Regions from separate parts of the Drosophila melanogaster genome. Here region 2 is linked to region 1. Evidence: chromatin contacts called from public Hi-C data. All regions are on one chromosome and are shown on one strand. The core of a region is the stretch at or near the end of the contact, and the rest is flanking DNA. Distances in the headings are between cores, read along the strand shown. Region 1 holds the start of ara (araucan). Region 2 holds the start of lncRNA:CR43431 (long non-coding RNA:CR43431).

Region 1 (3,611 bases), core at 841-3,340:
CCATAGCCACTCCATACTGCTCTATTCTACCCACACTTCCAGCCACACCACGTGGATCGTTTCATCCACACACATATATCTTATGCGGAGCGAGGTGAGGACACGCCCAGACCTTATGGCGCAATTCCGTCGTGTAAGTCGCACTTTTTCGGTTTTATAGGTTAATTTGCTTTTATTACATTATCATAAAAATAAACAAACGACAAAAAAAAGAAGAAGAGAAGAACAGGAGAACAAACAAAAACACGCTGCAAACAAGCTTGCCAACATCCGCGGCACCCGCAAAAACATTTGAGGTTTACCTCATCTCCCCCATCACATCGCATCACATCCACGGCGGACTCTCCATTTCCGGAATGCGTGTCCTCGACCGGAGAATTCATCCTGCCGGAGAATCGTAATCGTAAAAAATAGATCGTAAAGCGGATGTCCAAATATGTTAGTGCGCATTAATAGCAAAAACTTTTTTCCAAATCCAGCATTTTCACGGGCTCATGTGCAATATGCGGGTACCTTTTACACACTAAACTTATGGAATTTTATAAATATAGTTAAAAGTTCATAATAAATATGGTGTAAGTGAAAAAGTGGGCCATTCCTTGCCCTAAATTTGACAGTATAATATATATTTTTTATGATTTCTTAAAAGACCGAACTTTCTGCAAAACACACGAGGTTTAAGTTATCTCTAAAAATATCTTAGAAAAATCAATTTTTTTTTTCAATTAATGTATCATAGTGCAGAAACATACGTTGCATGCAATTTATCAAAAAGAAAATTAGGTCAGGCTTTTCTTGTTTTTCGGATACACGTCAAGTGCTATTTAATTGCAATTAAAATTGCTTATGTTCTAGAAGATATTTTAAGTGGCGAAATTAAATTGGCTAGCATATTTAAGTAGCATAACAATTAGTTTAGTTAGATAATTAAAGTATTTTAATTGCCATAAATATTGTTCGCCAAAGTATCGCAAATGTTGAAAATACTTAAATGATCTGTGTCTGTTAAAAAGCAATTGCAGTAAAAAAATGCAATACACATTTTATAAAAAATTTAAAATGTCTCAAAGTTAATATATGTTATGATTACTAATAACATAACCTAAGCTAAGTAAAAATCTGGTTGATATTTAAAAATCCCAAGAATTAATGGTATGATTGCCTGTTTGAGTAAGGATATTAATTCCTTCCATAAAAAGTTAAAATCTTGTTGATAATTTAAGTAACTGGTATCCAAGTGGAATGATATTTAAACAAAGATCGCTGGAAATGTTTCATTTAAACCCGAATTAGGAGAGATTAATTAGTGAGGATCGATAATGGGAGTTAACTAAAGTGCAATGCAGCGATAAAGATAATGACAGACGATAAATACAGTGCGAGTGTCTTGGAATTTGCTGATCTTATTAACGCTTTTGTGTCGCCACTTTTGGCCATCGCAGCACTTTGTTGCCACTTCCAGCTGGCGATCGCTGGTGGCGCACTTCCAGTCGATGGGCGCGCAATTGTGAAAAGTAAACAAACAAATGACTAGCCAAACAAAACAAATGGGCGTTGCCCGGGAATTGTGGGTAAAACAAGAGACCATCGACAGTTGTGAAAATGCGTCCCGCTCCCTACCCACTTCCTCTCCCTTCACCATCCGCTCATTTCATTTGTATTTTCTTTTCTTTGCTTTCTTTCGCCTGGCGACCTCGCACCTGTCCATTAAATCAGCCAGCCGAAGCTCATGCAGCCCTACGATTGGTGGTTGCGCTGGCCTCACTTCCAGTGAGCCGCGAATACGAGTCACTGGCGGGGAATCGGATTGGAATTGCGGAGAGAGCGACCGGCCAAATGCCACCACCAACACCAGACAAAACCGGAGAACGGTGGGCGTTGCTCTAGAGTGCTTACACTTCCAGTCTGCCGACTCCGTTATTCTTGTTGCTCGCTCCAAGGCGAGCGGCATTCCGTTTCTCTTTCGATGGGGGGAGGCAGCATATTGTTGTCCCGCTTCCGCGCCAACTGCAGCGGAATGCGCCCCAACAGCGCAGCAACAACAACAGCAACAGCAGCAGCAACACGGCCAACAGCAACGGCATTCGCAACCAGTTCGTGTTCGAACGTTATAAGGTGCACATCTGAAAGGGAGCGTGTGCTGAAGCGCCGCGTTTTTGCCGTCGATATTTCGTCGATTTTTCGTTGCCGCCGCGTTTTGCGAGTGCTGTTAGCCAGAAAAAAAAATAAAATATATATAAACAAAAATCCACCACAAGTGACAGCTGCAACTGCAAATACCAAACAAATCCACGAGATACTTTCGGTTGGCCCAATGTCGTTATGGTCGTTATCGCCAGTGCCCACTGTGAACAGACCCAATCGAAACTGAGCTGTTAAACCCCCGATAAGCACATCATTTGATGTAGCAGCTTCACCGTATATCCTTCAGCAGACTGCCCACGAGCGAGAGAGAGAGAGAGAGAGAGAGAGAGAGTATCTTAAGACTAGGTCTTATATAGTCGTATAGTCATATAGCGAAATGGCTGCCTACACACAATTCGGATACGGAGGCTTTCCGTCGGCCTCGCAGGTGGGTCCTCTAATTAACTAAATTTGATCTAGATGTATATACTATATGATGGCTATTCATATTCATTAAGTAGCAAGAGATCTCAAGATAACTAGAGGAATGAAAATGTTTATTAACTGCAGATATGGGAACCTATTTAGATACAATATTATTCATACGACTGATATAATCAACTGATTATTGTAATTATGATTGCCTTAAAGATTCATAATTTTTATGTTTGGAGGTATTAAAAACAGAGGTCACAAGCAAAAAGCGTTGTAAAATCATATTTTTTCATATACATATTTAATTTTTCTATTTATAATCACAACTATCTTTTCTGGAGTGCGTTCCATCATTAAAACTGAACCCGTTATCTGAATATTTTTTCTAAAATTTTTTTCCTAAAAAAGCTTGGTTGGGTTTAAATTCTATTTGTGTGTTTTTTAAGCAATCCTTACCACCAACTTTCATCTGAGTACTTCCACCGACTCCAGTCAAAGTTATCCGATTATTTGATCTTGAGGACCCACTATAGGGCAAAACCGCTAAAAGTCTTTGATTGTAGCGCTTTTGGACTTTTCACTAAGCAGCAAAAACAGCTGCTTGAGGCAAACTTTTTCCATGTTTATGACAGTAAATTGGTGGCAGGCCAGCAAAAAACCATAATAAATCAGATGGCTGATAAATGGCCTGAGAAAAAGCCACTCCGAGGAATCAGGCGTTTTTGTCAACCTTCAAAATTCACACAAAAAACGATTCGGCGTTTTAAAGATGTTGCACAAAATTGCGCGGCTTGCAGGTGCAACTAAAATATTTGTAAAATATTGTGATAAATTACAAAAGTTGTAGAAGCTTTCGAAAGGCCTAGAGTAAATTAAATTTCCTATTGATTGCGTTTGCCTGGGCTAAACTTTAATTTCCCAGGCCATAATACTTGGTTACCAATTGCCTGGTTCTTCCTCCAAAGAACTCTGGCGTCTTTCCCATTTCGGACCACACGAGCCCAATTAACTAAAGTCGAAAACGAAAGCAAAAAAAAAAAAAAAAAACTAAA
Region 2 (3,788 bases), core at 614-3,113, 72 kb after region 1:
ATCGATCGTGCGGGCTCCGAGGGCCAGAACATAATTTATTCATACGTCAAACGGGCTGTCCATTTAAATGCGAGCAGTGCCCAGTTCACAGTTCCCAATGCCCAATTTATATGGGATATGGGATATGGCATGGGATATATATGGTATATGGCCAGTGCTATGAGGATGAGGATGAGTGCAGGGCGGGAAACGCAAATAAAACGCAGCATATTGGGAAAATTTCACGGTCTTTTGGCCGCCAGCAAAACCAACTGGTCAACGGCCGAGGGCTAATTTATAGGGCGATTCGGTGGGTGTTTGTCCGTTTGTTTGTCCGTATGCTTGTCCGCTTCCCGTCCCCTGTCCGTATATCATTCCATTTCAGATTCAATGTGGCAGTGGGAAAGTGCGGGGGAGTGGTACGCAGTGCGTAAGGGCCAGGTAAATTGAAAAATGGACATTTGTAGTTTGATACCCATTTGGAGTTGGACAACAAGGGCTATCTACGTGTAAGGGGTCTGCTCTGCAAGTGGTTGATCAGGGTCGACTTTTCGGCTTAGATAAGCTGCTGCTCCTGCTGCCGCCGCTGCTTTATGCCTATTCCACCCCCCACCCCCCCAGACATCTCGAGAGTGACAGACGGCACAGGCAGGGGTTAAAATTAGGGGTTGCTTGGCTATAAACTTGGGTTCTGATGGGTCTGCTGGTTTTTCGACATGCAGATGTGACAGGACGGGCGCGGATTTGTTTCGTGTATCTTTGCGACAACTTGATTTTTTGTTAACGCGATGCGCTTTTCGCTGGAAATCCTTTTAGGCCTGATGGGCTCGTCGTCGCTCGCGAGTGCATTTGACACTTTGTACTTGATGGATTACGTTAATTATTGATTAAATGGGCTTGTACTTGTCAGGACAAAGTAAAATCCATTAGCTATTTGAATATGGTCCTCGGCCGGCGTTGCGGCAAAATTAGATTTAAATTTTTTCGGATTTTATAATTTGACATGAACGGGCGCGCGTTTGATGGATGCTCGGGGATATGAATGGCCAGTAAAATAAAAAAAAAATACGAAAAACCAAAAACATAAAAAAAACGGTGAGAAGAGGGTCTCTGGATCGGATCCCCGGTGACATTCCGCTGCTGTCGCCTCCAAGCGCCAGTTCCTCGGATCACACACCTTCGGATACAGATACAGATACACTGCAAATGGGATGCATCTCGGCATCCGAGCGTCCCAACCATCGGGGGACACGCACTAAAAAGCCGGCTGCGGCGATTCAGATTGAGGAGATAAGCAGCGGCCGGCTCTTTGGGAGATGCCGCGTCGTTATTTTTCGGTTGTCGCTTCATCTGCTCTGATTAATTCCCTCTGATGAAATGCCGCTCCCCAGTCACCAGTCACCAGCCACTTGATGCCGCAAAAGAACCCACAGTTGCGGACAAAATCTAAATGATGGCTAACTAAAACGAGGCTCATACGATCAACATAATATATTAATATCTTCTAATAGATTTTACTTTCTTCTTTTGTTAAGGATAGCCAATAAGTGGGACTGTAGTACTTATTATGTATTGAAAAATAAAGCAAACCAAATCACAAATAAGTTTCATTCTTTACGACCCAAACTCACCATAACTGTCAGGGAAAAGTACCATCCCTATTCTAGTGCCCGCTGCTGTGTGATGGCGCGGTGGTCACTTGGCATTTTTAAAATGAGAAACTTTGATTTATCGGCATTTCGCCGACAGAGCCGCCATTTTGAACGTTCGTAGTAGGTGCAGCAGCTTGACTTGCCAAGTTGCATCTGCAAAAGCGGCACAAGCTTTCCCTCCCGAGCTTTTTCGGGGACTTCGCGAGCTTTTCCGTAAGCACTGCACACGGAGCCGATGGTTCGACTTTTCTAAATGCATTGCCTCGGGAAAATTGCCTCGAAAAGCGCGCAGTCTCTTCGACTTTTCACGGAAAACTCAGCGATTCTGCACAGCTGGCTAATCAGTCAGGGAAATTCCCGTACTACACAAAATTTCCCACTATTTCCACCCGACCAGAAAGTCCCAAGCGCTTCCGTTATTTAGGCTCCGCCCGTTAAAAAATGGCTGCGCATTTATCTGCGGCCTGCACAGCACGAGAGCGAACGAGACGACTGTAGGATGGCAACCGTCTCGCTCGCACTCGCCTTTCCGTTCCCCTCAACGAATACAAACACGATAGAGTGTAATACCACGATACTGGTTGCTTTTTTGTGTTTTTTTTTTGCACTCCTCTGGTAATCCGTGCAAAACTTTAATTGGTGTTTTGCACTTCTAATGGATCCTGGGAGTGTATTAGATTCGAGTCGTAACAGAAAGAGACATTTGTATACACTCGAAATCGCTCGAAACACATGTAAATGTGTGTGCTCGTAACCGGGGGTTAAGTGCCCAAAGCCCAACGATAATATTGATCTGCGATATGTGTCACTTTGCGTCGCAGATTTATGACCCCAAAGCGGCAATTGAAACCACTGTGCGCCGCCAAGCAAAACGAATTCGTCAACTCGTGTGTATGCTTTAACTGCTGTTTACCAAGTGTTTTCTAAATGGTTTTGGAAACTAATATAATTAAAAAATATGACTCAAAGAACGTCAAGAACTTTATTGACCGAAATGTAAATTAGTAACTCAAACTTTGCTGGCAAAAGGAACTCGTTGAAATCATGCCAATTTCAATCCATGCTATTTTTATACAAATAATATATATATTTGTTGAAGAATATTTGAAATATCTACTGTTATCAATTTAATTTATCAATCTATACTACAGTAAAGTAAACCTAAAAAATACAATGATGATTATTTAACTTAACTTGGTGAACTCGATTCGTTTGTATTTTTTTAAAAATGTGGCCCTGCTCTTAGTAAGGGATGAAACCATTCTTTGTATCTTCCAATTTATTTTTCAGTTATCACACACTGTCACTTGCGCCCCAAAAAATATATTTCGGAATACAAAATTGACTTGTTCAACGCACAAGTCTAAAATTAGAGTCTAATTGTTTCATTTGAAAGCGAAACAAATTGTTTGCGTCGCGCCTTTGGATGTTGGATAATTCATTTTTATTAAGAGAAGCTGTCACTTAAAGAGGGCAAACTTATCCAATCGCATTGGATACTGATATTCCAGTTTTGGGGGAAGATAAATTTGTTGTGAATATTGTGAACGACAGCTTGCTCGGCGGACTGTTTGACATTTAGAAGAAGAAGAATGTGATGTGTCAATTGGAAAATCAAAGTAAAGTGAAAATTACAGTAAATAAGTTTGCCTTGCTTTAAGCTAAAGTTTTTTTTTAACTATACACGTCAAAAACGTAAATAGCACATTACAAAAAATAAATAAAATAATAAAAAATTTTTCAGCTTAAAAACAAAGGATATTGAAAGAAGGAACATAAGTTACCAATAATATTTATCATTAAATTTATGTAGTGTTTGTTTAACGGCGTAGTTCCTAACTTTTAAAGCTCTCTAACGCTCATTTACAATAATCTCCATAAACAAATTGTAAGCCCAGTGCCTGAAAGTTAGTTAATAGGCTCCATAAACTATCCAGCACGTTCAATTATGTACACGTGTTTCGGCAGGTGTGGTCCTTTGCAATGTTTACACGATACGCACACAGACTGCGACATGTGCCCCAAAAAGCCAATCCTTGTCACACCGCCTGACATTTTGTTGGAACAGTGGTAAATCAGAACTAATTTCCAAGCCCGGCTCATCATCAGAGGTCTCCGCCCCCCAATCCGGTAGACAACCTCTGACCCACGGACCAC

What was found. Hi-C and Micro-C count contacts between places; a contact is called where the count stands out from the background.
Region 2: a Hi-C map of the Kc167 cell line shows a contact between it and region 1, with 2.2 times the contacts expected there. A contact is called at or near these places in 13 of 107 Hi-C or Micro-C datasets (the Clone 8 cell line, the Kc167 cell line, the OSC cell line and 5 more) and 2 of 7 datasets of targeted methods (both in the Kc167 cell line).

What each region holds. Positions count from the first base shown.
Region 1 is chr3L:12,578,582-12,582,192 of dm6, forward strand. It overlaps ara (araucan), which reads left to right and starts at 2,091. Exons shown (of 5, transcript NM_079321.3): 1 at 2,091-2,572. The coding sequence starts at 2,522.
Region 2 is chr3L:12,651,227-12,655,014 of dm6, forward strand. lncRNA:CR43431 (long non-coding RNA:CR43431) reads right to left here and starts at 1,864. Exons shown (of 4, transcript NR_048272.2): 1 at 1,611-1,864.